Regions from separate parts of the Mus musculus genome. Here regions 2, 3, 4, 5, 6 and 7 are each linked to region 1. The links are chromatin contacts, called in public HiChIP or PLAC-seq, Micro-C, capture Hi-C and promoter capture Hi-C maps. All regions are on one chromosome and are shown on one strand. The core of a region is the stretch at or near the end of the contact, and the rest is flanking DNA. Distances in the headings are between cores, read along the strand shown.

Evidence for each region. Promoter capture Hi-C pulls out the DNA fragments that hold promoters and counts their contacts. A called contact is a pair of places that touch in the nucleus more often than the background predicts. HiChIP or PLAC-seq counts read pairs in DNA pulled down with a chosen protein or histone mark. Capture Hi-C pulls out chosen DNA fragments and counts their contacts.
Region 2: a capture Hi-C map of macrophages shows a contact between it and region 1, with 4 times the contacts expected there. The contact joins the promoter of Cpt2 here to the promoter of Cc2d1b in region 1. A contact is called at or near these places in 8 of 39 promoter capture datasets (the 3T3-L1 cell line, 3T3-L1-derived adipocytes, cranial neural crest and 5 more), 6 of 484 Hi-C or Micro-C datasets (CD4 T cells, CD8 T cells, memory CD8 T cells and 3 more), 8 of 115 datasets of contacts at active chromatin or transcription factors (the NIH/3T3 cell line, astrocytes, bone marrow-derived macrophages and 5 more) and 4 of 9 other capture datasets (adipose tissue, embryonic stem cells, liver and 1 more).
Region 3: a contact with region 1 is called in an H3K27ac HiChIP or PLAC-seq map of large pre-B cells, with 4 times the contacts expected there. The contact joins the promoter of Podn here to the promoter of Cc2d1b in region 1. A contact is called at or near these places in 2 of 115 datasets of contacts at active chromatin or transcription factors (embryonic midbrain and large pre-B cells).
Region 4: a contact with region 1 is called in a Micro-C map of embryonic stem cells, with 4 times the contacts expected there. The contact joins the promoter of Osbpl9 here to the promoter of Cc2d1b in region 1. A contact is called at or near these places in 4 of 39 promoter capture datasets (the HPC-7 cell line, liver and pre-B cells), 1 of 484 Hi-C or Micro-C datasets (embryonic stem cells) and 2 of 9 other capture datasets (adipose tissue and liver).
Region 5: a promoter capture Hi-C map of liver shows a contact between it and region 1, with 5 times the contacts expected there. The contact joins the promoter of Eps15 here to the promoter of Cc2d1b in region 1. A contact is called at or near these places in 5 of 39 promoter capture datasets (the HPC-7 cell line, cranial neural crest, liver and 1 more).
Region 6: a contact with region 1 is called in an H3K4me3 HiChIP or PLAC-seq map of bone marrow-derived macrophages, with 2.8 times the contacts expected there. The contact joins the enhancer-like site here to the promoter of Cc2d1b in region 1. A contact is called at or near these places in 4 of 115 datasets of contacts at active chromatin or transcription factors (astrocytes, bone marrow-derived macrophages, double positive thymocytes and 1 more) and 2 of 9 other capture datasets (liver and pancreatic islet).
Region 7: a contact with region 1 is called in an H3K4me3 HiChIP or PLAC-seq map of bone marrow-derived macrophages, with 5 times the contacts expected there. The contact joins the promoter of 4933424M12Rik here to the promoter of Cc2d1b in region 1. A contact is called at or near these places in 1 of 115 datasets of contacts at active chromatin or transcription factors (bone marrow-derived macrophages) and 1 of 9 other capture datasets (liver).

Annotation. Positions count from the first base shown.
Region 1 is chr4:108,617,965-108,621,221 of GRCm38.p6, reverse strand. Cc2d1b (coiled-coil and C2 domain containing 1B) reads right to left here and starts at 1,266. Exons shown (of 25, transcript NM_177045.3): 1 at 1,149-1,266. Gm12743 (a long non-coding RNA gene) reads left to right here and starts at 1,367. Exons shown (of 3, transcript XR_003955254.1): 1 at 1,367-1,456.
Region 2 is chr4:107,921,423-107,924,969 of GRCm38.p6, reverse strand. Cpt2 (carnitine palmitoyltransferase 2) reads left to right here and starts at 1,381. Exons shown (of 5, transcript NM_009949.2): 1 at 1,381-1,655. The coding sequence starts at 1,504.
Region 3 is chr4:108,030,226-108,033,869 of GRCm38.p6, reverse strand. It overlaps Podn (podocan), which reads left to right and starts at 1,916. Exons shown (of 13, transcript NM_172874.4): 1 at 1,916-2,000.
Region 4 is chr4:109,200,646-109,204,071 of GRCm38.p6, reverse strand. Osbpl9 (oxysterol binding protein-like 9) reads left to right here and starts at 1,800. Exons shown (of 24, transcript NM_001368727.1): 1 at 1,800-1,967. The coding sequence starts at 1,857. Gm46867 (a long non-coding RNA gene) reads right to left here and starts at 1,879. Exons shown (of 3, transcript XR_001784406.1): 1 at 1,823-1,879.
Region 5 is chr4:109,278,743-109,281,938 of GRCm38.p6, reverse strand. Eps15 (epidermal growth factor receptor pathway substrate 15) reads right to left here and starts at 1,664. Exons shown (of 25, transcript NM_007943.3): 1 at 1,495-1,664. The coding sequence starts at 1,527. Gm40225 (a long non-coding RNA gene) reads left to right here and starts at 1,616. Exons shown (of 3, transcript XR_868003.2): 1 at 1,616-1,917.
Region 6 is chr4:108,056,920-108,060,359 of GRCm38.p6, reverse strand. The region is part of intron 13 of Scp2 (sterol carrier protein 2, liver); the gene reads left to right. Among named protein-coding and RNA genes, the nearest start is that of Gm23354, 17 kb to the right of the region's middle. Within about 2 kb of position 2,114, at least 98 of the 459 cell types and tissues checked have an H3K27ac peak or open chromatin away from gene starts, as enhancers often do. A contact at or near this core is called in bone marrow-derived macrophages, where this site is marked.
Region 7 is chr4:107,782,409-107,785,963 of GRCm38.p6, reverse strand. 4933424M12Rik (RIKEN cDNA 4933424M12 gene) reads right to left here and starts at 2,278. Exons shown (of 3, transcript NR_166202.1): 1 at 2,048-2,278.

The DNA.
Region 1 (3,257 bases), core at 17-2,516:
TGCTGTCGCCGGGCGTGGTGGCACACGCCTTTAATCCCAGCACTCGGGAGGCAGAGGCAGGCGGATTTCTGAGTTCGAGGCCAGCCTGGTCTACAGAGTGAGTTCCAGGACAGGCTGTCTGTTCTGCAAATAATGTGTCTATTTACATTTAAATTAAAAATTCAGCTCCTCAGTCATACCAGACAGATTTCAAGTGCTCAGTAGGTGAATCTGATTAATGGGTACCACTGGGCAGCACAGGCATGGATCGTTCTCATCATCAGTTCCCGTGGGCACTCTGCACCTGATTCAGTATTCAGATCCTCTGAAAGGTGTCACAAGTGGTCAGCGGGTACTGTAGCACCACCTGTCCAGCACTGGAAGGAACTCATTTGCTCCTACCTCAGGCTTCAAGGAAACAGACCCATGGGCAGACAACGACCACAGAGCAGCTGCAGGGACAATGGGTGCAAGAGGCAGCCCCTTATCGAGGACATAGAAAAGACATCTAGGAGAGGACGATGCCTGTGCTGAGTCATGAAGTTTGCACACTGGGGAATAGCAGAACTCCAAGCAAATCAAACGAACTGACACCAGTTCTGAGGTGAGAACTGGCTTGGCCTACACAAGGAGAAGAAACGCCCAGCACCACGGAGGCATAAACCAAACCGTAAGGCTAGAAATGAAGGCATGAACTAGGGGAGAAAGAGAAACAGCTTTAAGGCTTTAAAGACACTTGGGCGTTAGACACTGGGAAGCATTATGGGTTGATGCAGAAGGTGCCCAGGGAAGTGGGAGATCATATAGGGCGGGAAACCTCAGCCCTGAGCATCTTGCAAATCTATGAAGAAGCGTGAGGTGGCGTGGGGATTAAGAAACAAGACACGATCCCGCGTCCGGAGCGGGAATCAACAGGGCTGCGAGGTTCCCTGGTGTGAGCGCACAGGCGTAAGCCACTCCAAGTGTCACATTTCGGACTGCAGTCAACAGCGAAGCGTCAGCCGGGGTGGGGTGCGGGAGTGAAGGAGCTCGGGAGAATGAGATGCTCCGCTGCCGCAGGCCGGTCGCGGCCCTCCCGATGCCAGGCTCCGCCCGGCCCGACCCAAGCCGCCTCTATCTCCCCGGCCGCCCCCAGAGTCCACACGCCGGGAAGCGGGCACGTGGCATACCTCGCGGCGGATCCGAACCAAAACCGGGCCTTCTCGAGCCCGGAACCGCCTAGCTTTCCGCGGCCCCCGGGCGGCCGCGGCGGAGACAGCCACAGGAAGCTCCCGCCCAGGAGGCGGTGGCAGGCGCCCGGCACGTGACACCACAGCCGGCGGGTCGCCGTGCGCATGTGCGCGGGGAAGCGGGCGGGGCGCGCCCACAGGTGACGCCGAGGGTGGGGCCGGCTGCGCGCAGGCATCTTGGAGCAGGTAACGCGATACCGGCTGGCGGCAGCGTCGTGAGGTGTGGCGTGCTGCGTCCTTCACCCACGGTAGGCGTGCCCCATTCCTGCCGTAGTTTCTCCGAGAGGCCTCTTACCTGGTTCTCTTCGCGCGCCCCGGCGCTTCCGCGTCCTACTGGCTACCAATAGGCAGCCGAGCCGCGTCCCTGTGCTGAGATCCTGGAGGATGCGGCTTCCTCCAGTCTGTGCAGCTTAGGCACGGAAAACCAGCTCTCTGGGAAATAGAGCTCCTTTCTAGTCAGAGGGCAGGACAAAACTTCAGATTAGAGGAACCAAAGCCCTCGATTAACTGAGGCCGGAGCATCCCTGCAAGCTGAAGGGTCGCCTCTACCTCAAGGAGTCCTGTTATATGGGGATTGATGGAACTGACCTGCAGATAGACCAAACCCCGAGATACCCCACACCACGTGCGTAGTCTCACTTCGTGGAGAGACTGCAGGCTTCAGTTCTGATAGATCAGTTCTGCAGCCCTCGTGGTGGCGCATGCATTAAATCTCAGCACTCGGGAGGCAGAGGCAGAGTCCTTTAGTTTGCCTGCAGCTGGTCTAGTTTAGGCCAGCCAGGGCTACATAGTAAGAACTCTGACTCATAAACTGCCTTACTAAGGCAACTTCCAGAAGTTGTCTTCTGACCCTACACAGATGCAGGCCTGCCTGCACTCCGACATTCAAATTAACACACACAAATAATACACAGTAGATAGTGATTCCTACAGCTTTGGGTTTTTTCATTTGATTGTTTTCAAGGTCACACAGACCCACCTGCCTCTACCTCCTGAGTGCTGGGCTTAAAGAGTGCACCACCACCACCTGGCTGGTTTGTTTGAAACTTTCGTGTACTCAATCCTGACCTTGAATTTGATTTGTAGTGAAGGATGACATGGAATTTGTGATCCTCCTGTCTGCATCTCCTAGTGCAGGCATTACACCTCTGGGACTTCTGAGGTGCTGTCGATGAGACACAGAGATTTGTTCCTGCTAGAAGCACCCTGCCAGTCCAGCTACCTCCCAGACCTAGTCATACCCGTGTATGTAAATTAACAGGAGATGTGGCCACTGACTTCATCTCCCATTCTGCAACAGTTCCTTTTCAGTGGGGATCTGTCCTCTTACTGGACTCTCACTCCGGCCTGCCACAGGCTCCCAGATCTTGTGTTTCCCACATAACAGACTCAAATGAGCCAGAGTATAATTTAGGAGATAGTTTATAATAATAGAACAAGGAGGGTTAAGAGTGGATAATGGCCAGAGGGACCAGTGCAGAAGGAAAAAAAAAAAAAAACTCACCACATGTAAGTGGATAATGGCAAAGAATCACCATTGTGCCAATTATGTCAAAATAAACTTTACACTGTTCTCTTTTTCTTTTTTTAAACAATGGGTATGCTAGCACAAGCCTTTTAAAAAATTAATTAATTAATTATATGTGAGTGCACTGTAGCTGTCTTCAGACACACCAGAAGAGGGCATTAGATCTCATTGCAGATGGTTGTGAGCCACCATGTGGTTGCTGAGATTTGAACTCAGGACTTTCGGAAGAGCAGTCAGTGCTCTTACCCGTTGAGCCATCTCTCCAGCCCTACACTGTTTTCTTACGTCTCTACACATAGTTTTCCTGGAGGCTATTGTCGTGCTCAGATGATAGAAAAATGGGTTTGGAGTTGTGCTTGTGAGCATGTTTTGTATGTCATGCTCATTTAGGACCTCGCATTTTCATCTGCAGCTTTCCATCCTCACCTTATTCCCTTGACATAAGGTCTCTCACTGAACTGGAAGCTGTTTCAGCTTAGTCTTGCTGATAGTGAGCTCTTGGAATCCCCAGTCGCTTCTCC
Region 2 (3,547 bases), core at 132-2,631, 700 kb after region 1:
GCTTTGAATTCTGTGCTTAGCTCTTCAGTCAATGAAGAAAAGTTCTTCAGTATGGAGCTGGTAAGTGAGTTTCCTGTTTAACTGCTGGTCATCTAAATAAGGACAGAGCCCGAGAAACAAACTCAGGTCCCCTGAACTCCAAATCCAGTGCCCTTTGGGATGTGTTCCAGCTCATGGCTCTGCCTACCTACTTATGGAACAGACAAAATGTACTTGGCTGCTTCAGATCTACAGGGTCCTGACAGACAGCTGGAGCTAAAGGAAGGTTGTGTTTCCAGAATGGAATTCTGTTGTGCTTCAAGTGAGAATAATTCACTATGTAAAATAAGTGGTAGCAGAACCTATTACTTCTTTAGCTACAGATGAGGCAGAGACCAGAGGGGTATGGTATATGTTGCTTGCCTGTGGTGGTTTAGCGATGGATGGGGATGTTCACGTTCAAGAATCTTTGAATTCCTGAAAAGTTTGGGACTTCAGGACCCATGTGTGCTGACAGGTAGCCTCCTACGGTGGACTGAGGCTAAAAGACACCCAGAACTAGAGGACAAGGGTTTCCTCTTGGTAGGGAACCTGTTTTGTTTTTTTCCTTTGAAATATTCAATCTGAAAAAGGATGCTCATTTCTGGTTCCTGTACATTCTTTTTCCTTCCTTCCTCTTGTTTTGATTAAGACACAGTCCCGTGTAGCCCAGGATGGCTTCCAACTCGCTATGTAGCTGAATATAGGCTAGAATTCTTGACACTCTGCCTCTGCCTCTCCTTCAGATTACAGGCATGCACCCCCAATTTCCAGTTATACATTTTTAATAATATTTTTATTAGATATTTTCTTTACATTTCAAATGCTATCCCGAAAGTTCCCTATCCCCCCCCCACCCCACCCCACCCCCACCCCCCCCCGCCCCGCGAAGCCACACACTTCAAAGACTTCAGGCTTGGGGAATGCTACACGGACCTAGTATGAGTAAAGTATTCTGCCTAACAAATTATATTGGTGAAATAAGTATGACTATTGTTCAGTAAATCTAGAACTGTGGAGGCGTTTGTTGATCTTGTTCTCTACTTAGAAGACAAAGGTTTGAAATGTTCTTGGTCTCTAGAGACCAAGCCTTGACAAGGATAGGTCTGCCAAATGCCAAGTTTCAGCGTTTCTTTTTTCTCTACTTTTGATTTCTATCCAGTTCTGTGAAAGGAAAAGAGGTTAGCTTCAGAGTTACATGCCTGCCACCTTCGGGCAAGAAGCTGGGCTTACTATAGTTTAGAGACCGCTTCCGGCCCAGGTGGGCGTGGCCGCCTCTTGGGCGTGGCCACGATGTGGGCGGGCTCTGGGAGAGGCCAAGTGTGGGCGGGGCCACCGCCTATCGGTGCCCGGAAGTGCCCCTGTGGGCGGAGTTGAACTGGACGTTAAGTCTCTACGGGTGTCCCGGGCCTGAGGGCAGCGGCCTGCTTGCTCGGGAACTCCCTCAGCCACCGCGTCCTCAAGCCGCCATTGCCGCCCGGGACGATGATGCCGCGCCTGCTGTTGCGTGACTGGCCCCGGTGCCCCTCGCTTGTCCTGGGAGCCCCTAGTCGGCCCTTAAGTGCTGTCTCGGGGCCCGCCGAGTATCTGCAGCACAGCATCGTACCCACCATGCACTACCAGGACAGCCTGCCCAGGTGAGCCCAGCCTCCTGGCCCCGGCCCAGACCCGACTCCTGGTGCTTAGGACTTGCCCTGAACCTCCGGCCCTGGAGGCAGTCACATTCCCCAGCTTGGAAAGCCTGAGACTTTGAAAATTCCCTGGCTCAGAAGATTCAGAAACTTTAAAGTCTCCTCCGCAACCCTCCCGTCTACAAGTTCATCTTGAATCCTACAAACTCCTGCCCGCTCCATTAATCTTTCAGACAGCTATCCTGAGCCCTACACACTTAATGCCTGAAAATCACCCGAATCCTTTCTACTAGGGTGGTCAATTCCTTGTTTTGTTTTGAGGGTTTGTGTGCCCTAGAACTAGCTCTGTAGACCAGGATGGCCTATTAGAGATCCTCTTGCTTCTGCCTGTAGAGTGCTGAGATTAAAGATATAGGGCACCCCCATTGAGGGAGGATAGCCAGTTCCTAACATGGGTCTCCCTCGGGTCAGTGTCCCCTATTCACCTTTACCTGTTGCTGAGAACACCCAGCCCACTCCTCTTCCAGTACCTGTTCTGGTAGTGTCCCATCGTTGCTGCAAGCACATCTTTATCCTCATTTTAGCATTCTCCATCTTCTGCTCCATCTTCTAAGGTCAGCCTTAACCTAGAACTTTTTCATACCCACCAAACCTTCCTCAGCACTCTTTCGGGTGGTCCCCAACACCTCACCCACACTACCTGACCTATTCAAACAGCCCTAATAAGTGTTCCTCCATGTCCGTCACCCCCTGTCCCCAATACCCAGTACTTCCTTAAATCTGGAGTCTAGTTTTCTCGTTGATCTCTCAGCTTTGTTCTAGGTTGCCAGAATAGAAATTACCTTCACTCTAAGCCAAACCTAAATTGTCTTTGCATTCATTGTTTATTTCCCAAACCAAGCTCCAAACCTGTTTCAAATCCCCCTCACTGTCCTGGCCCAGCTGCCAGTGATCCTTCCTGCTCCATCCGGGAAAAGACACACATTGTACCATGGTATTGTTCCCTGCTGTGGGGTTTGTTTTCCTCCGTGTCCAGCAGTTATTTAACCCAGTGTCATCTGCCCACCGTGCCTTCTCAGCAAGAACCCAGTGTGCTTATGTGTGAGACCAGCTACAGTGAGGTTATCTGAATTCAGCAGGACGGAGGGGGAAAGAGAAAGGGACTTTGCTATTGCAGGATGAGGGTGTGACCTGGCTTCTCCAGACAGCCTGTGTGAGCTGCATTAATATGTAGGGGAAAGGTGAGGGCTTGGGAAAGAGAGTTTTCATTTGCTGAGTCAGATGGGCACTGACTTTCAGGCAGGCCTGTGCCTTACCCAGGTTTAAGATCAGGTGGACTGTCGGTAGTTTAGAATTGGAAAACTGTAAGAATATTCAACATAGTTTAGTCTTGTCCACAGCACAAACGTCTGTAAGATCCTGGAAGTATAAATAATATTGCTTGTCAGGTGTAGTGGCAGGTTCCTGGAATTATAAATACTATCACTAGTCAAGGGTAGTAGTGCATACCTTTAATCTTAGCATTCAGAAGGTGGAGGCTGGCTGTGAGTTCAAGGCCTGCCTCATCTATATTGTGAGTTCCAGGATAGCCAGAGCTACATTTTAGAACCTGTCTTGGGAAAAAAGCCAACGAGCCCCTTTCCTCCAAAAACAAAACCAACAAACAAAAAACAAACCAATCCACCCTACTACTGTATGCTCTCATGGAGCAGCCGACGTTCCTGGTGCTTCATCGTGAAGTGGGAGTTAGATGAGAGACTTTCTGTGTCAGCAATTCCGAGCTAGTAAAATATACTCTCTCTCGATGTCACACTTGGCAAGGAGCCCTAACCTTGAGGTCAGGCAGAACTTCGTTTCTGATGTGTATTTGCCATTAGGGCTGCAGTTTTGCAGTTAAA
Region 3 (3,644 bases), core at 667-3,166, 590 kb after region 1:
TTTTTGGACTTACTGTGAGACCAGAGCTGTGCAGAGAAGACCTGGAATTTTTCTGTTTAATGTAGACAGTTTTTAATGCATTTCCCTTTGGGCCCAGGTCTACTTGACCCCATACACTGTAGTGATCTTAGACTGAACAGATGCTGACTCTGAGAAGCAGCATGAAGGAGCCGAAGTGCACAGGTAGTCAGCTGGGTACCCATCCCTTCTGAAGGCCGGAGGGTCACCTCCGTTTCCTCCTGAGACACTCACAATCCCTCCAGGCTGTAATGTAGCTGGTGCCTTCAGCACCACACAGACACAGTACGTGTGTGGGCACTGGCTTGGCAGAGCTAGTTTTGATGGTAGCAGAAGTGAGTGTGTAGTGTTCTAAGTGCCTAGCCCTAAAACACCCTGACCCTTCCAGGTGTATTCTACCGTACCTCCCCCACAGGGCTGGCCAGGATGTTTAAGGACAGTGCCTGGCACTTCGTTGGCACTCAGCATGTGCTGATTTTTCTTGTTCTAGAAGATTTTTGGTTCATGGGTAAACCAGCCAATAGAATCCAGTTCTTTTAGCTCCACTTGAATCTAGGCTCTGTCCAGAAAACACAAGATGCATCTCTGTTGGGCCCTGTCCAATCTTGTGAATCATACCAACTTTCAAGTTTGAGCTCAGAGAAGATTGGAATTTGAGGCCAAAGAAGGCAAAATATTTCCCTTTCCCATTCGTGTTAAGTTCTTCAGTGATGGGTAATGGAAACAGATGGCTGTGGGTTCAAACACAGGCTCTATCCCTACCTACCTGCCTGTTTGCATCACAGACGACTTTTGCAATGGGTAGATGGGCCAGAACCCCAGCTCCGAATGATGATGTTAGTTACGCAGCCAAGCACAGGCCACATCCTTACTTATTAGATGGGGAAATAATCTTCCTTTGCAGGGCTGTAAGGACTAGAGACTAATGCATGGAGATATAAACTGACTGCCTGGCAGCACAGGAGGGAAAGGTCTGCAGCCACTTTAACCAGAGCCCTTTAGGGTCTCGGCAGTTTAGGTGGCCAAGTGGTTCCACATTTGATTTATTATCTTTATCCCTCTCCGAGAGCCAAGTAGGTCCTGCCCAAAGGCCACAGCACGTAGAAGACAGGTTTGTTTCACAGCAGAGGTGCCAAGTAGCACCCAAACCCAGTCTCACCCGCCTTTCCACCACGAAGCCCTTGGCGCCAAACAGTGTTGCTTCAGCTGCTAGTACTTAATGTGCCTGTGCTTGGAACCATTTTCAGCTCCTGGGAGCAATATGGAGTGCTCCCTGCTCAGTCCCTTGCTTTCTCCGCGACTAGAACCTGTGTGCTTGAAGACTCCGGTCCAGTTTAACTCTCCTTCAAGGTTCACCAAGTTGTGGGCCCAGGGCCAGTGGAGTGAGGGTGGATGGTGGGGAGGAGAAGGAGGAATTTTGACAGGAAGGGGTCCAGAAGGGTCTTGGCTGACGCAGCATTAGCCATGCTCCGGACCCTAGGGTGGGAGAGGGAACAGGGAAGGTACTTGTGCCCGGGAAGGTTGCAAACTCCTTGAGGAAGAAGCTGAGCGCGGAGGAACTGGAAGGAAGGAGCCCTCTCGGTTCTCCTCAGGTGCGGGGGGCCTGCCTGGGTGCGGTCCCAGCCCGCAGGCTGGCAGGCGGAGGTGGTGCGCTGGAGGCACCCGGTGTTGGGGGCGTGGTGCTGCGGCCGGCCGGGGCGGCGGCGCGAGCTCCCGGGAAGTGGGCCCCCCGCCAAGCCCGGCGCCGTGGGCTCGGCCCTCCCTCTCGGCGCCCAGCGGGACCCTGCGCCTGTGTCGGGAGAGGCCGGCGTCCGGCAGATGCACGCGGGGCGGGGGCCGGGGGAGAGGCGGGGAGAGAGAACCCACAACAAAACTTGGCTCGCTGCGCCCACGGCTCGACTTGAATGACAGGAGCCGGCGCCCGCGGAGCGCAGCGGACACCCGCGAGCCTGTTCCGCCCACGGCGCGGCGCGCAGCGGCAGGTAGGACGCGGGCAGCCGGTGAGCCGAGGGACCACGGGCCACCGGCTGCGCCCGGGCAGCTCTCTCTGACATCCCGCCGTGCTCCCACTGCCACAGCCGCGATAGGGGAGGATCGCCGTATCCCACCCTGTCGGGCGGACCCCGCGCAAGGGGCACGGTTAGGCACACCTCCATATGGGGTGGCGGCCCCCCTGCGGGATCCGGAGCAAGGGGCAGGGGACCCTTTTTTTACTCGATATTCAGTCCCTGCCTTCGGGCTCCTCCCGCTGCGCACATCTGGAAAGAATCTGCGAGCGGATGGGGAGGGGAGGTGGAGGCACACGGGCGGGTGACAGGGACTGTGGGGGCAGGTGGAACTGGGAAGGGGCCTGAACCTCTGCACCGAGAACTGGGACCCAGGGCATCCTGCGTCTTTTCACGTCAGTTTGTCGGGGGCTTCACCGAGTCCAACACCGACCTCTTTACATACAGAAACAAGCACAGAAAGGCAGATATCAGTCCCCAGGGAGCCAGGGCAGGTGAGGCGCACAGTCAAGCAGCGGAACTTGGTTTCGGCAGTTTAGGTGCAGTCTAACTAACACAGGGCACTGCACTCCGACCATTCCGTCTAGGCAGCTGCTTCCAGCGGAACACAGAAAGGGACAGGGCAAGGAGCACGGTCGTCCCCAGGTTGTGTGGGTCTCAGAACCACTATCAGCCTGGTGCAGGGTGGGGGTTGGGGTGGACCGGGATGGGTGAGTTGGAATAGCTGACCTGCAGTCAGGTGGAAGAAGGGGGTGGGGTCGGCTTGGGATTCCAGTGCTGGGGCCCCGGGTTGGGAGGCAGCTGCTGCTGAAGAAGGCGTGCAGGGAGGGCTGTCGCCCAGGCTAGGATGCAGGTGTGCAAGAGGTGGCAGGAGGATGAGCATTAGCAGCCTGCATGTCTGCTGGGGGAGGTGCAACCGCGCTCTGCCTGGCACGAAGAGGCACCTGGTCTGCTGGGCAGACCCCTGGGTAGGCCTTTCCTTCTCCACCTCTCCCTTTTGCCCTGGAAAAGCCCAAATGACCAGATCCCGGGCTCACAGGGCGAACACCACTGGGAAGGGCCCGGGCTGCTCTGGAAAAAGTCATCAATGACTGGTCTGGGGCTTCTGCCCCCTTCCGTACACTCTCGGAGCCCTTGGCCCAGTCTTCGGTGTGTAAGGTAAGAAGTGTCAGATGTCAGAGTCAATGACCTGTGCACCATGAGAGCTACTCTTTGTCCCTTCCGTCTGAATCCTGGGTAGGAGGTGGCACCTGTAGGCTTGTTGGAGCCATACAAAGAGTGTTGATCATGACTTATTGGAACCCTGACGACCCTCTATCACTAACGTCCTGCCATGGTGGTTGATGCCCTCGGCAAGCTGTGCTTTCACAGCCAATTTCTATTCCCCGTTTACATGCTTCAACACACCTGCCTCTTTCCTGCCACTACTCCACACCTTGTCCATGGTTTCCACCCGCTTTGTTCACTTGGGGGAACTCCTACTCAGCCTTCAAGAGCAGCTTGGGGCTATGAGCAGAAGATAACCATTAGTCCTAGTCTTAACTTTAATTGATTAATTAATTAATCTATTTATTTATTTACTTATTGTGTGTGTGTGTGTTCATATGTGCACGCCACACA
Region 4 (3,426 bases), core at 551-3,050, 580 kb before region 1:
TGGACATTGGGGGTGGTCTCTTGTGAGGTGTCAAGAATGATCTATGTTTTCTTAAGAAAAGGCAGGTCTGATAGCTATTCTTGGTTGTCAACTTGACTACATCGGGAATTAACTAAAATCCAAACATGGCTGGGCACACCTGTGGTAGATTTTTGCTTAACTGGATGATATGAAGTGGGAAGATCCACCTCTAGTCTGAGCCACACTTTCTCCTGGAAACCTATAAATAGGGCATCAAGAAGGACGCTTTCTCCTTTTCTGCCTACGTCTCTCACTTTTGCTAGCAAGTCCATTACTTCACTGGCATTAGGGCCTATTCTTTCCAGATTTTGGCATACACAGAAGACTAGCTAGCTGAGACATCCAATTACTAGTTTCTTGGATTTTCTATGCATAGGCAGCCATTGTTGTCTTTGCTTAATCACATCCTGTAATAAATCCCACTCTGTGTGTGTGTGTATATCTATCGATCTCTCTATATATACACAAATATATTCATTCTGTAAGTATTTTTACTCTAAAGATCCCTGACTAATATAGCAGGGGTAGAATGTTCTCCTGGCATGCACAAAGCCCTAGATTTTTCTCTACAGTAAAACAACAAAACAAAACAAGAAGTATATGAGTTCTTTTTGCCTGCATGCATATCTGTGTACTACATACATGTCTGGGGCCAGGGAGGCCAAAAGAGGATCACTGGGTTCTTCTTCCCCTTCTTTTTCTAGATTTATTTATTTATTTTATGTATGTGAGTACACAGTTGGTCTTCAGACACACCAGAAGAGGGAATCAGATCTCATTACAAATGGTTGTGAGCCACCCTGTGGTTGCTGGGAATTGAACTCAGGACCTCTGCAAGAGCAGTCAGTGCTTACCCGATGATGAGCCATCTCTCCAGCTTTCCCAATCACTAGGTTCTTAAATATAGAATTCTTTGGCCAGGTGTGGTGGCTCTCACCTTTAACCCAAGCCCAGAAGCAGACAGATCTCTGTGAGTTAGAGGACAGCCTGGTCTACCTATATATAGCAAATACCAGAACAGCCAAGGCTGCAAAAGAGACTCTGTCTCCAAAAAAAAAAAAAAAAAAAAAAAAAAACAAAAAACCCAACAAAACTTATGTTACAATTTAAAAAAAAGTTTTATGTAGCACCCACTACTCTCAAACTCATTATGTAGTCAAGGATTATCTTGAACTTACAAAAAAAAAATTTAGTTTTAGTTATATGTACTTTAGTGAGTATGTCTGAGTGGGGTGGGAATATTTGCTCCTAAGTGCTGGTACCCTCAGTTCTGATGGCCTGGAGTTACAGGCAGTTGTGTGCTCCCCTACCCTCCAGATCCTCTTGAAGATGTTTTTCTCTTATTCTCTCTGTCTGTCTGTCTCTCCCTCCCTCCCTTACACCCACCTCTAAACCCCCCTCCCCTCCGTCTCTCTGTCCCCCCACTCCCCTTTTCTCCTTCTCTCCTTTTTTTCTTTTCTTTTTTTTGTCAGTCTTACTTAGCTGAGTCTGGCTTTGAACTACCGATCCTCTGGTCTCCCAAGTGCTGGGATTACAGGTATCCACCTTCACGCCTGTTTTGGATAAATAATCTAAATATTCACGCTCGCTTTCTCAGTTTTCTGCCTCCATAACAGCCCGCCCTATACACAATAGGCGAAGAGAGAAAGAAACAAAGCATGCTTGACTAGGATTGCCAGGGGCGTGGGTCCACCAGCTGCACAGAGGAGCCGCACCTGGCCCCGCCCACTCACGCCCTGGTCCCGCCTAGGCTCTCGGAGACCCCGCCCCCTGCATGCCGAATGCCATATAGGCGACTGACGTCAGGCCGTTTGTTGTCATTGGCGGCTCCCAAGATGGCGTCCATCGTGGAAGGGCCGCTGAGCAAATGGACTAACGTGATGAAGGGATGGCAGTATCGTTGGTTCGTGCTGGACTACAATGCAGGGCTGCTCTCCTACTACACGGTGAGTGGCTGAGGCCGCGCTGCTGGGACGGCGAGCTACGCGGAGCCGGGGCGGGGGTGCTCCGCTGAGAGACCGCCGTACGCGAGGTTCCCTTGTGGAGGAGGGCTTTGCGTGCGGGTAGCCAATGACCAGAAGGGAGATGCGGACCCAGCCAGTGAGCAGCGCCGGCCGGCTGATTTATGGGCCGGGGGCGAGCCGGGTGTCTCAGGGAGTGGTTCTGTGACTAGGTAGGGTCTGCGCTGAGACGAGGTACGGGTGGGCGTAGTCCCGGTGTGGCAGGTCAGCCTAGCTGTCCACACTGTGCGTCTCTCCTGTCCCCAGCCCGGGCACTGGCCGCACCCCTTAGCTTCCCTCCAGGGCTCGAAGAGCGCTGCCTTCTCGGAGCAGTGGTCAGAGGAACCTGGCCAGGTCCAAAGGTGACCCGCGTCCACACCGTGGGCTCTGAAATCCCATCAGTCTGTCCAGCAAGGCTGTCCTACTGTGGGGATGCACCCCTCTTTCCAGCGGGGCACGAGTGTAACGGACTCCGTAACTTTTGAGAGCAGAGGATTCCCTCTGCGCGAGTCTTCTGGTTGCGGAGATGTAGAAAGAGATGGTGCAGTTGCCCTGAAAGTTGTGTTCTGGAGAGGACCGACTTCGCTGTTGTTGACGCGAGTTAGTGGCCCAGGGTAGGTAGATGAAATGCTGTGGAGCCTATGTTCTGACCGCCTCTTCCACCTCCTTCGCATTAGAAATGGAAGGTGGGCGGTGTTGGAGAAATTACTAACGGGGCCACTTTCTTTGAGCTGTATTGTTAATAATAGCCCGTGAGAAGAAGAAAAGCACCCAGAAGGACAAAATATAGAATGTCTTGAAGGCTTTAGAAAATGATAGAAGAAAAACGAAGAAATACGATTATGGGAGAAGAGTTAGTGTGGATGAGGGAAGTAGGGACACATAGTTATTCATTCATTTAAAAATATCATTGAGTTCCTGTCCTGCGGGTCTTCATTCCAGCAAGAATCGACAGCTGTGTAGACGCTGCCTCTCTTCTCGAGCTTTTAGTGTAGTCTAGTGGGCACCTTAATTCATTTACTCTTAATAAATTTGCAAGGTAGGTATTCATTATTCCCATTTAATGCTCCCATTTTACAGTTTTGGAATCTGAGACTCCAGGCTTTTAAGTAATTAGCTCAAGATCACATACACAGCTGTAAGTGGTGGAGTCAGGCTTCCCATTAAATTTCTCTTTTGCTACAGGAAGTAGAAAAGTACATGCTGTTAGGCAGGTCTGCCAAACTACAAGCGTTGGTCACCTTTATCATTCTTTGGATATGAACTTATGTTCTCTGTGTCTTTATTATTTTTATTTTTGATGGAGCCCAGGGCCTCGAAAATGCTAGGTCAACACTTTACCACTGACCCACATTCCTAGCCTCTCTTCTACGTAATTTTTAAAGGATCAAATTTTAATGAGACA
Region 5 (3,196 bases), core at 415-2,914, 660 kb before region 1:
GCTGTCTTACCTGTGGGATGCCTCTGTGTGTGTGTGTGTGTGTGTGTGTGTGTGTGCGCACTATAATACACACACACACACACATACAGTATATATAGAATCACTTTTGCTGGGGATATGGCTCAGTCGGTACAGGGCCTGTCTAGCCAGCATGAAGTCCTGAGTCTGATCCCTGGCGATGAATAAACTAATATAGTGGTACAGTCCACTTGGGAGATGGAGGAAGAAGGATCCAAAATCAAGGTCATTCTTGATATTCTTGATTACATAGTGAGTTCAAAGCCAGCTTGATCTATTTGAGACCCTGTCTCAAAATAAATAAGTAAATAAAATTTCCACCCTGGCTCCTGGGGAAAATACTTTTTTATCTCCAAGTTCTTGGAAAGAAACACCTCAAAACCTCTTTATCATAACATAGAAATAATCTATTACCCAAACACATGCCCTACCTTATAAGTACAGGCAAATCTAGGCCAAGGAGACAAGATGGCAGGGAGCTATCACAGGGCAGGCTGATAGGCTGAGGTGGGCTTATACCAGGGAGTACACAGCCCCCAGCTATGGAGAAGGCAAACTTCTGGGCAGTGAAGATGAAAGGGACTGGCAGGTGTTTGGTACCTCATCCCTCCTGGGTGTCTTGAGATGACTACGCTTGGTTTTACAGAAACGGAGAACTCAGGTTCTCCTAAGTGAGTGATGTTTAGATGTATCCCTCGAGGATGGGGCTCTGAAGGAAGAGAACATTTTAATAATGATGATGATGATAAAGAGGCGAGACTCCGAGAACAGACTCCGAGAACAGCTTTTGGTCGAGATCGTCCCAGGACAAAGTTATCTCCCCGGTGGTTCCGGGCACCAGGGAGGAAAGAGGCGCCCCACCTGCAGAAGGCTGGCACCATGACCCCTCGGACGACGATCAGAGACGGCGCCCTCGCGGGTGGGAAAGTCTGCAAGGGGATCTGAGCAGAAGTGAGTGGGTCAAGTGCCCGGACAGGATGCGACTTCTGGAAGCCAGGCTGACTTGAGGGAACTGAGGGGAACTCGGCAGTCGTCGCTCCCGCGGACCGGAGCAGAGCGAAGCTGAGGGAACCCTGCCCCGCCGAAGTCGAGCCTCGCATCGCCCGCGGCCGCTGTCTAGCGTGAGCCCCACCGGAGCTCACCTGGCGGCCGTCAGGCCCGGAGGAGAAACTTGCCGAGAAGGTGAGCGCCGACGGGACCTGGAGGAGAGCGGCGCGGAGACCCGCGGCGGGGGCGGCGGCCGGGTGGGAGCCGCGCGGGGCGGAGCCGAGAGCCCGGCGACCCGGGGCGGGGGTGCGGCGGCCCCGGCTCGCCGCTCCCGCTCCGACTCGGGATGGCGCCCGCACTCCTCACACGCGCTCCCACCGTGCGGCCCGAGGGCAGCCGCCGCGCCAGCGCCCCAGAGCGGTGGAGGGGGGGAGGGAGGGCCGGGGAACCCCGGCGGGTCGAGCCGGGCCGACCGGCGGGCGGCGTTACCTGTGTCAGGGAGAGCTGGGCTGCCGCAGCCATGGTGTTTCCATCATGCACGGGAGGGGAAGGAAGGACGGACGGACGGGGGCCCGGGGCGGGAAGGAGGCGGAGGGACAGGCCGTAGGCGAGGCCGGCGGCCGGGCGTCTCCCCGAACTTCGACAACTTCCCTCCTCACGCCGCCCCGCCCCGCCCCGCCCCGCCGGCCTCACAGGCCGTGGCGGCGCGCAAAGCCCGGAGCGGGAGTCTGAGCCGCGGAACCAGGCCCTGACCCCGGCCTCCCTGGAAAACCCGGTGCGGATAGGGCTCTGGGGTGGACGGTCAGCGGAGGCGGCGCCACAGAGACCTGAGTTTAGGCAGGTCACCCACCATCCTTCTTCCTGGGCTGCTGTTTTCTGTAAAGTGCGGGGAGAAATTAGAACCATGTCCAGGTGGGTTGTGGGAACTAAAAAAGTAATGGTACTAAGTAATGACAGGAGCGGTTTAGTAGTAATAACATTAAATAATTCTGATTGTGTGTGATTCTGCACTAAATGCTTTTGTTTGTTTGCTGTTTGTTTAAAACAAGGTCTCTCTCTGTGTAGCCATGGCTATCCCGAAGCTCACTGTATAGATCAGGCTGGCCTCAAACTCACAGAGATCCACTTCCCTCTGCCTCCAGAGTGCTGGGATTAAGGAGATGTACCACTACTCCAGGCCTAAATACTTTTTTAAAAAATTGTGTGAATAGGGGATTTGAAACAGAAAGAAGTTATACAAATGAGGATGGTGAAAGCCAGCCAGGCATGGTGGCACATACCTTTAATCTCTGAGAGTTCCATGCCAGCCTGCTCTACATAGTGAGTTCAAGGACACATAGTAAGGCCCTGACTGAAATAAAAAGAAAAGGGCCTCCCCGAAAAGAAAAAACAAAACAAAACAAAACAACTCTCTTACCCGAAGTTTAAAAACTAACTAGAAAGCTGGATTACAAATCTTTCTACCTGCTATCACATTAAGAAGGCATGTAAATCCTTCTAAAGTAAAAATCTTGGGAGCAAGAAGGAACTGCTTGCCTTGCCTGCTCCCTGTCCTGCCTAGACTGTTTAATTTAAAAAAAAAAAAAAAAAAAAAAAAAAAAAGCAGGTGTAGGGCCACAGTGGAGTTCAGAGGTACAGTGAGTGCATAAAGTCCCATCTCAAATTCTTTTTTTTTTTTTTGTCTGGTTGGTTGGTTGGTTTTGGTTTTGGTTTTTTGAGACAGGGTTTCTCTGTATAGCTCTGGCTGTCCTGGAACTCACTCTGTAGACCAGGCTGGCCTTGAACTCAGAAATCTGCCTGCCTCAGCCTCCCAAGTGCTGAGATTAAAGGAATGTGCCACCAGTGCCCGGTTCCTCTCAAATTCCTTTTTGTCATAAATGCCACCTCTTGACAGAGTATTGTCTCTCCAAACTAGTGTTCATACTCTTTTGTTGACTTTACTAGAAGAGGGCAACAACCTCCTAATGACCTGTTTACATAAGTCTAACCACCCCCCTCAGCTCACCAGTGGCAGAGATTTTTTAATATATATGTATTTTAACACCATAACATTATAGTATATGCTTAAATGAAGGCCTTTGTCCTGCCTGTATTCAACATTATACACCTTACTCTTTTTCATTTTGCCACACTTAGTTAGAATAAGGAACCGCTTACCTGAAATTGTCATCTGCAAAGGTTCTTATTTAGG
Region 6 (3,440 bases), core at 865-3,364, 560 kb after region 1:
TCCACCCTGCAGTCGGGTCGGCTGGGGATAGTCAAGGGGGGCTTCCTTACTGGGACTAACAAAGAGGGGCTGTTTCAGGCTTGCACTTGGCCGTTCGCAGTGCAAGCCTATGCCTCCGCTCTCACTTTAGTTCTGCACTCCTTCACCCCCTTATCCCAGTCTGTGTCTCCTTCCCACGATCGTCAGTTTCCTCGGTGCTTGGAGCGCTAGAAAGGGAGTCTGGGCTCTTTGTCAGTGAATGCATTTTCTGCCTCTGCGGAGGCAGCCCAGCTGAGGTTTCATTTCCACCTTTGTCTTCCTCAGCAGTGCTCCACCGGCCTTCTTAGAATTCAGCCCTTTTTGTCCCATTGCCTTCCCAGCAGCACCTGCTCTCTGGCCTCCAGTCCACTCCGAGAGTACTTTTTCTCCCACAAGAGGCATTTAAGACTTCTTGGTAGAAATGATCTCCAGTTTTGCAACTGTGTTTTTCTCTTTTTAGCTCTCTTACCTACTTTCACTCCCGTTTCAAAGGGAAATGATGTATTGACCACAGAGTATGGGTTTTGTAAAAGGGTCAGTTGGTTCTTCAGAAGGAACAGCACGTGCACATGAATTTACATCTCTTAGGCAGTGAGAGGTAAGCGGTAGAACCTCTTAATGCTTGCCTGGATCTTCCTGCTGGGACGCATTGGTGTCTGCTCTGGCTGGTTTGTGGGGCGCTGTGCAGAGGCAGACGTATCTGGAAGTAGTCACTGGCCACTGGCCCCAGAAGAAACCTGGCTCAAGTTTGATCCGTAGTACTGAAAGGAGATGACTACTGAGGAAAGTGGGTGCTGACTAGAACAGCTACTTTGCTGTAAGACCCATGACTGCTTTCTGGAACACCAAGGAACTATTTAAGAAAAAGTCTGACACACCAGTGAACTGACTAATAAAAGGTAGTGAGGATACGAATCAGTAGTGAGGATGTAGAGACATTTGAACCCCTATTCAATGCTAGTAGGGTTGTGGGGTATTGGTGTTTTGAAAGTTTGGTAGTTCCTCGAGGAGTTAAGCAGCTTATGATCCAGCAATTCCCTCCTAACTCTCGACCCAAGCAAGAGAAGAAGAGCCTCTGTCCACAGTAGTCATAAAACCAAAATGAAGACAAGGAGAAGAGGACTTGGAGACTGCTCAGTGGGTAAAGCCGTGACTTCCTGAGCACGAGAACCCACGCTGGGATTCCCTGAGCACCCGTGCAAAGGCAGAGTGTGGCTGGCGGTGGGTGGGCTTCTAAAGCTGAGAGAACACACGCGGATCCCGGGAGCTGGCTGGCAGCCAGTCTAGCTGAAGCATTGAGCTCCAGGTCCAGTGAGACCTTTCTCAGAAAGGTGGAAGCTGGGCCGAGTGGCGCACGCCTTTAATCTCAGCACTCAGGAGGCAGAGGCAGGTGGATCCTTGTAAGTTTGAGGCCAGCCTGCTCTACATAGAGAGTTCCAGGACAGCCAGGGCTACACAGAGAAACCCTGTCTATGAATGAATGAATGAATGAATGAATGAAATGGGAAGACAGATGAAAAAGACATCAGTTGCTGGCATCTGTTTGTGCCTGCATGAGTGAGCACCCCCATACGTACATGTACAAATACACAGAAAATGCACATACACACACACAACAAGAAACATAAATAGTTAAACAAGTAACCATATTCAGTAGAGTCTTATCTTACCATAGAAAGGAGAGAGGTACTGGCTGATACACAACCCAGCATGAACCTTGAGAATATGTTAAATGAAACAGGCTACTCACAAAGAGCACACTGTATGGTTCTATTTATAGGAAATATTCAGAATAAGCCAGTTTGTGGTTTTCAGAAGCTAGTATCAGAAAATGGCGACTGACTGCAAGGGCTGTTAGTTCACATGAGAACGTGAGAATGTTCTGAGAGTAGTGATGTTGAGGTTGCACGTTGTTTATTAGTCACTCTCTGCATCACTGTGGCCACGTACGTGACACAGCTGTCGAAGGAAGGAAGGGTTTATTTTGGCTCCTGGTTTAAGAAAGATACCGTCTGGGCATGGTGGGAGGGATGGTGGCAGGAGCGTGAGTCATAGCACAGCCACGGCCAAGAGCTCCAGCCCAGAGAGAAGAGCCAGTGCTCAGCCCGCTTCCCTTTTGATTTGGTCTGGGATCCCAGCACATGGGATAGTGCCACCCACATCTGGTGTGGGGGTTCTCTAGTAAACCTCTGGAAATGCACTAACACTCAGCAAGGTGTGTCTTTCTTTATGATTCTAAATCCTGTCAAGTTGATAATGAAGATTAACTGTCAAACACATCTTAGAGTGCACTAAAAAAAGTTACTAAATTGTATACTGTGAAAAAGTGCATTTTGTAGGGTCTGAATTACACTTCAGTTATTGTTACACTGCTCATGTATAAACATACACACGCACGCGCGCGCACACACACACACACACACACACACACACGCAGAGTGGGAAGGAAGAAGAGAACACAAATTAGGGCCGTGGTTCTGCACACATAGAAACAGAGGTGACTGTGGTGTCAGGTGATGTAAATTCCTCCAGGGAAATAAGCATTTGAGTGTTTCAGGTGCTCATTACAGTGTGAATACAGTGAACACTTTAAATCTTTGTTAAGGGAAAGAATAGGGATGAAGAACCCTGGATATATAAATTACTGCAGGCCATTAAGTCCTAAATGGACAAGGAAAACTTAAAAGTAGCCAGGTCCAGAAAAAGCATAAAAAGATTACCATATTTTCTATGTGTCTGTAATAACTCAGCCATTAAATATAATGAAGATATATTATTAACAAGAACACTGTAAAAATCCCTAAGAATAAATTTAGCTAGAACTGTTGCTGGGTACAGATGCTCCTGCTTGTAACCATAGCAGCACTTGGGAGGCTGAGACAGGAGGCGGCTGCCAGTTTGAGATCAGTCTAAGTTACAGAGTAAAACCATATGTCAGAAAACCAAAATGTGCACACACACTCACACATAAAGATTTTTCTCTATTGAAAGAGAAAAGGACAAACCAGATGTGGTGATGTACACTTTAATCTCAGCACTCGGGAGGCAGAGGCAGGAGGATATAAAAGTAGATGGTCCCCACCTCCTTTTGGTTAGATTCTCAGCTGTGCAACCTAGGCTGGCCTAGGGCTCAGTTGTTAGCTCAGGCTGGCCTTGAACCTTCAGTTGGGATTCCATGCATATACCATTCCGTCCATACCACTCCACTGGATCCAGAGTGTCTTTATGGAGTCCTGGCTCTTCTGGAACTTGCTTAGGTAGCCCAGGCTGGTCTGGAACTCACAGATCTGTCTTCCTCAAGCTTTGAGTGTCAGGATTAAAGGCTGTGCACCACCAGGCTCAGCCATCATACTCGCTTTTAAAACTATTGTGTAGAGAAAAAGGATGGAATTGATAGCAGCTGTGATGTTTCTTTATAGGAT
Region 7 (3,555 bases), core at 1,029-3,528, 840 kb after region 1:
GGTGAGTGGATTATTGCCTGCAGAATGGGAAACAGTGAGATTAGATCTTCTAGTTTTTGAAGAAAAGTTGGCAATCTGGATCTCTGTATGAAATCTGACCATTTCTCTCTTGAATGTCTGCAGCCAACTTGATTTAAACAACTGAGTCCTGTGCTGGCTGTATCCTGCGGAGGAAGGCTTGAGGCCTCTGGGAACCCAGGCTCAGACCCACAAGGCTGAAGGGCTGAGCCTGGACTCAGAGCTCCAGTTCCTGAGAGGAGCAGGAAGCCAAGGATGTGCAGAGCTGGCCCACTACCATCTGTGGACTGGGACTGTCTCCTTAGACACACAGGCTCAAAGGGACAGAGCTTTACAGGGGGTGGGGGGCGGGGGGGGGCTGGGAAACAGGAAGTTCCCGAAGCTTCATAAATGAATGCCCTGCCCACACTTCCTGACTGAACACCTGTGCTGACGTTTGCAGTGTCCCCAAGGACAGGCTGAGGACAGCCTTAGAGAACTTCGGGAATTCTTGCTTCTCGGAGTAGTTCTGATCCAGGTATCTGCCGCAGCCGGATGATCTCAGCCACGGGGACAGGGCTGGACCTCAGTGACAAAAGCCCAAGGACATCGCCACATAACAGATTTGGTCCCATCCTTCACTTGCACAGAGAACCACAGCTAGTTGGTTTCTCCAGGCCTCACGTTTTTCATCTGTGTTTCAGGACTTAGAGTCGTCCCCCTCCCCAGCCCCTCCGCTGTTACCCCAACCCTCAAGAATAAAGTGGCAGCCTATGGTTCTGCACAGAGGAGGCTCAGCTCCTGAAGGTGATGTAAGGCCTGGGCCAGCTCGACCCCTCAGTTAGGACCTTCCTACAAAATGAGGCCTAGGGATTGTCAGGTCTCTGAAGGACAGAAGGACAGCCTGCTTCTTCCTTTGTGCTGACCCCGGGTTCCCATAGCTCTGTTGCCTGGTTCCTTATGCTTGGCCTGTACATCGGGGATAAAAATATCACCTTGTTAATTGCCTATGAAACAAATCTATTTCTGAGGCTGACAAAATGGCTTGGTTAGTAAAGCCCAAGGGCCTGAGTTCAATTCCCAGTGTGCACATGAAAGACAGGTGCAGCCAGCGTGTGCCTGGAATCTTAGCACCGGAGTGGAGTCAGAAGGGTCCCAGAGACCTGCTGGACAGCAATTCTGGCCAAACTGGTGAGCTCCAGGTTTCGTGAGAGACACTGATACAAAATCAAGAGAGAGAATTACCAAAGAAGACACTTGTCATTGAGTGTTCCCTTACACACACACACACACGCACACACACACACACACACACACACACACACACACACGGAGACAGACAGAGACAGAGAGGAAGAAAGACAGAAACACACACACACAGATCATTGTCTATGTCATGCCAGCTGCCTTCTTCTTCGTCCATGGGACTGAACCTCCTAGGCCCAGCCCCAGCTCTGGTGTTGGAACCTCTCCATAAGATTAATGCATTTTGATACTTGTGTGGCAGACAGTAATGAGCACACACTGGTTCCAACTTCCTGCTATAAAATAGAAAGTCCCTGTCCCCTAGGGTGGTGGTAAAACAGAGCCAGGTTTGGATCTCCAGCCCCAAAGTGCCCAGAGCAGCCCTTTGAGGTGAAGCCTTCATGGCAGATGGGCAGCCTGGAGCCTCTCAGGAAGAAGCTGAGTCCATCTTGTCCCCGTCCCAGGATCATGCCTACAGCTGAACGCCTGCATCCCTCCCTGCCTCACTGACTGCTGGCTTCCCGAGGCACTCTGGGTCTACTCTGACCCCTAACGTCATTGTTCCCACTCAGGAGAGTCTCCGAAGCCTAGACAGCACCTCCTGCTCCCCTTTAAAGCATGCCATGGCTCCCATCATCCTCCAAGCCTTGGGCTGGCATTCTAGGCCTGTCTCAGTTTGTCTCTTGCTGTGTTTCCCCTGAGTTCGCCTCCTGAGGAGCACACTGGATCCCCCCCCCACCCCCCCACCCCCTCCAGCTGCACCCTCTTCCTTTGCATGATCCCCCCCTCCCCAAAGCTTCCTCACCTGCTGTGTGTTCTTCCTCGTATTCTTTCTGTGTTTAACGCTTGAGCTCGCTTGCGCATGGCACAGTGCCACAGGCAAAGGTAAGAAAGCAGCCATAACACACACATTCCCCTCATGGGGCAATGCTTCCAGAGGGGAAGCCAGAAAACAAACAAATGAGAAAGTTAAAGTGGGTCAGACGGCACGGAGGACTTCACACACAGCGGGAAGGGAAACCGGAAGCTTTGTAATGTCTGAGGATGTAGGTCAGCGGTAGAATGTCCGCTTTGAATGTCCTAGGCTCTAGGCTCAGGCCCCTATAAGAGGAACACTTTTTTTTTCCTGATTATATAGTTCCTACTACATAGCTCAAGGTTGTAGTTCATGATTAGCTTTGAACTTAGAGGGATTCTCCTGCCTCTGTCTTTCAAGTTCTGAGTTACAGACATCTTGCCCAGCTCTGGGATTTTGGAGTAACGGGGACGCTTGTGTGCCTGGGAGTAAATTGGCTGAGTCCAGTGCTGATCTTGATGGGTAGTTACTGTTTCAAGTGTGACACTGCTAGTGGCGTCCCCGAGGAAGCCTGGAAACCCACTCATTCCTGACCTATTAGATATCGGACAGTGGCAGTGGTAGGAGGCAGCCTTACCCCACAGGCTGAGCCTTCAACCCAGACTCCTGGCCTACACACCTAACCCTCAAGAGCTCTTTTGCGGGTAGAGGTGAACTGCTCATAGCCTAGGCTAGCCTCAAACTTGCTATGTAGCTAAGGATAACCGTAAACTCCTGATTTTTCTGCTGCAGTCTCCCAAGTGCTAAGACCATTCCTAGCACCAACAGGAACTATTTATTGACTCTCTGAGGCATCAGGCTATAGGCTGCTGAGTCCAGGGCCAGTCTGAGAGATCACTTCAGGTGACCAAGCAAAGGCTGATGGGTAGAACTTAGGGGCCGGATAGGAAACCGTGAGGATTCTGGCCTGGGCCTTCCAAGAGCCCTGAGAGTGGTTGATCATTCGTGTGGCTCATGCTAGCCACTCCAGCAACAGTAGTCAAGGACTGTGGTCTGGAACAGGTTTCCTAGGTACGTTCTGACTTCATGTCTGTGATTAATTTGTCCCATCCATCACACTGACAGCTTGTAATCAGGCCATCGGGAGCCCCTGACCTGGCCTGTGTTTCTACCAGAGCTTAGGTAAACGAGAGGGAGAGGACGTCTCTCCTGCTGATCTGCAAGAGGGTCCTGAGAGTGGGGCAGTTCAGCTGGTTCTTAGCGATCACCAGGATGGGAGTCTGATCCACAATAGCCCCCTGGCTTTGCTCCCTGGCTTTGCGGTCCATGAAAACCCACTGCCCCCAGTTTGCAGGTGTAAAAGGTTAGCATTTTGTCTAAGCTCTGCCCCACAGTTACCTGACAACAGCCAGGTGTGCCTGACTCACTATAAAGGGGCTGCTCACCCCCTCTGCTCTCTCTTGCTCTTGCCTTCTTGCTCTCCCTCTGTCCTCTTGCCCCCTCCCCCTCTCTCCCTA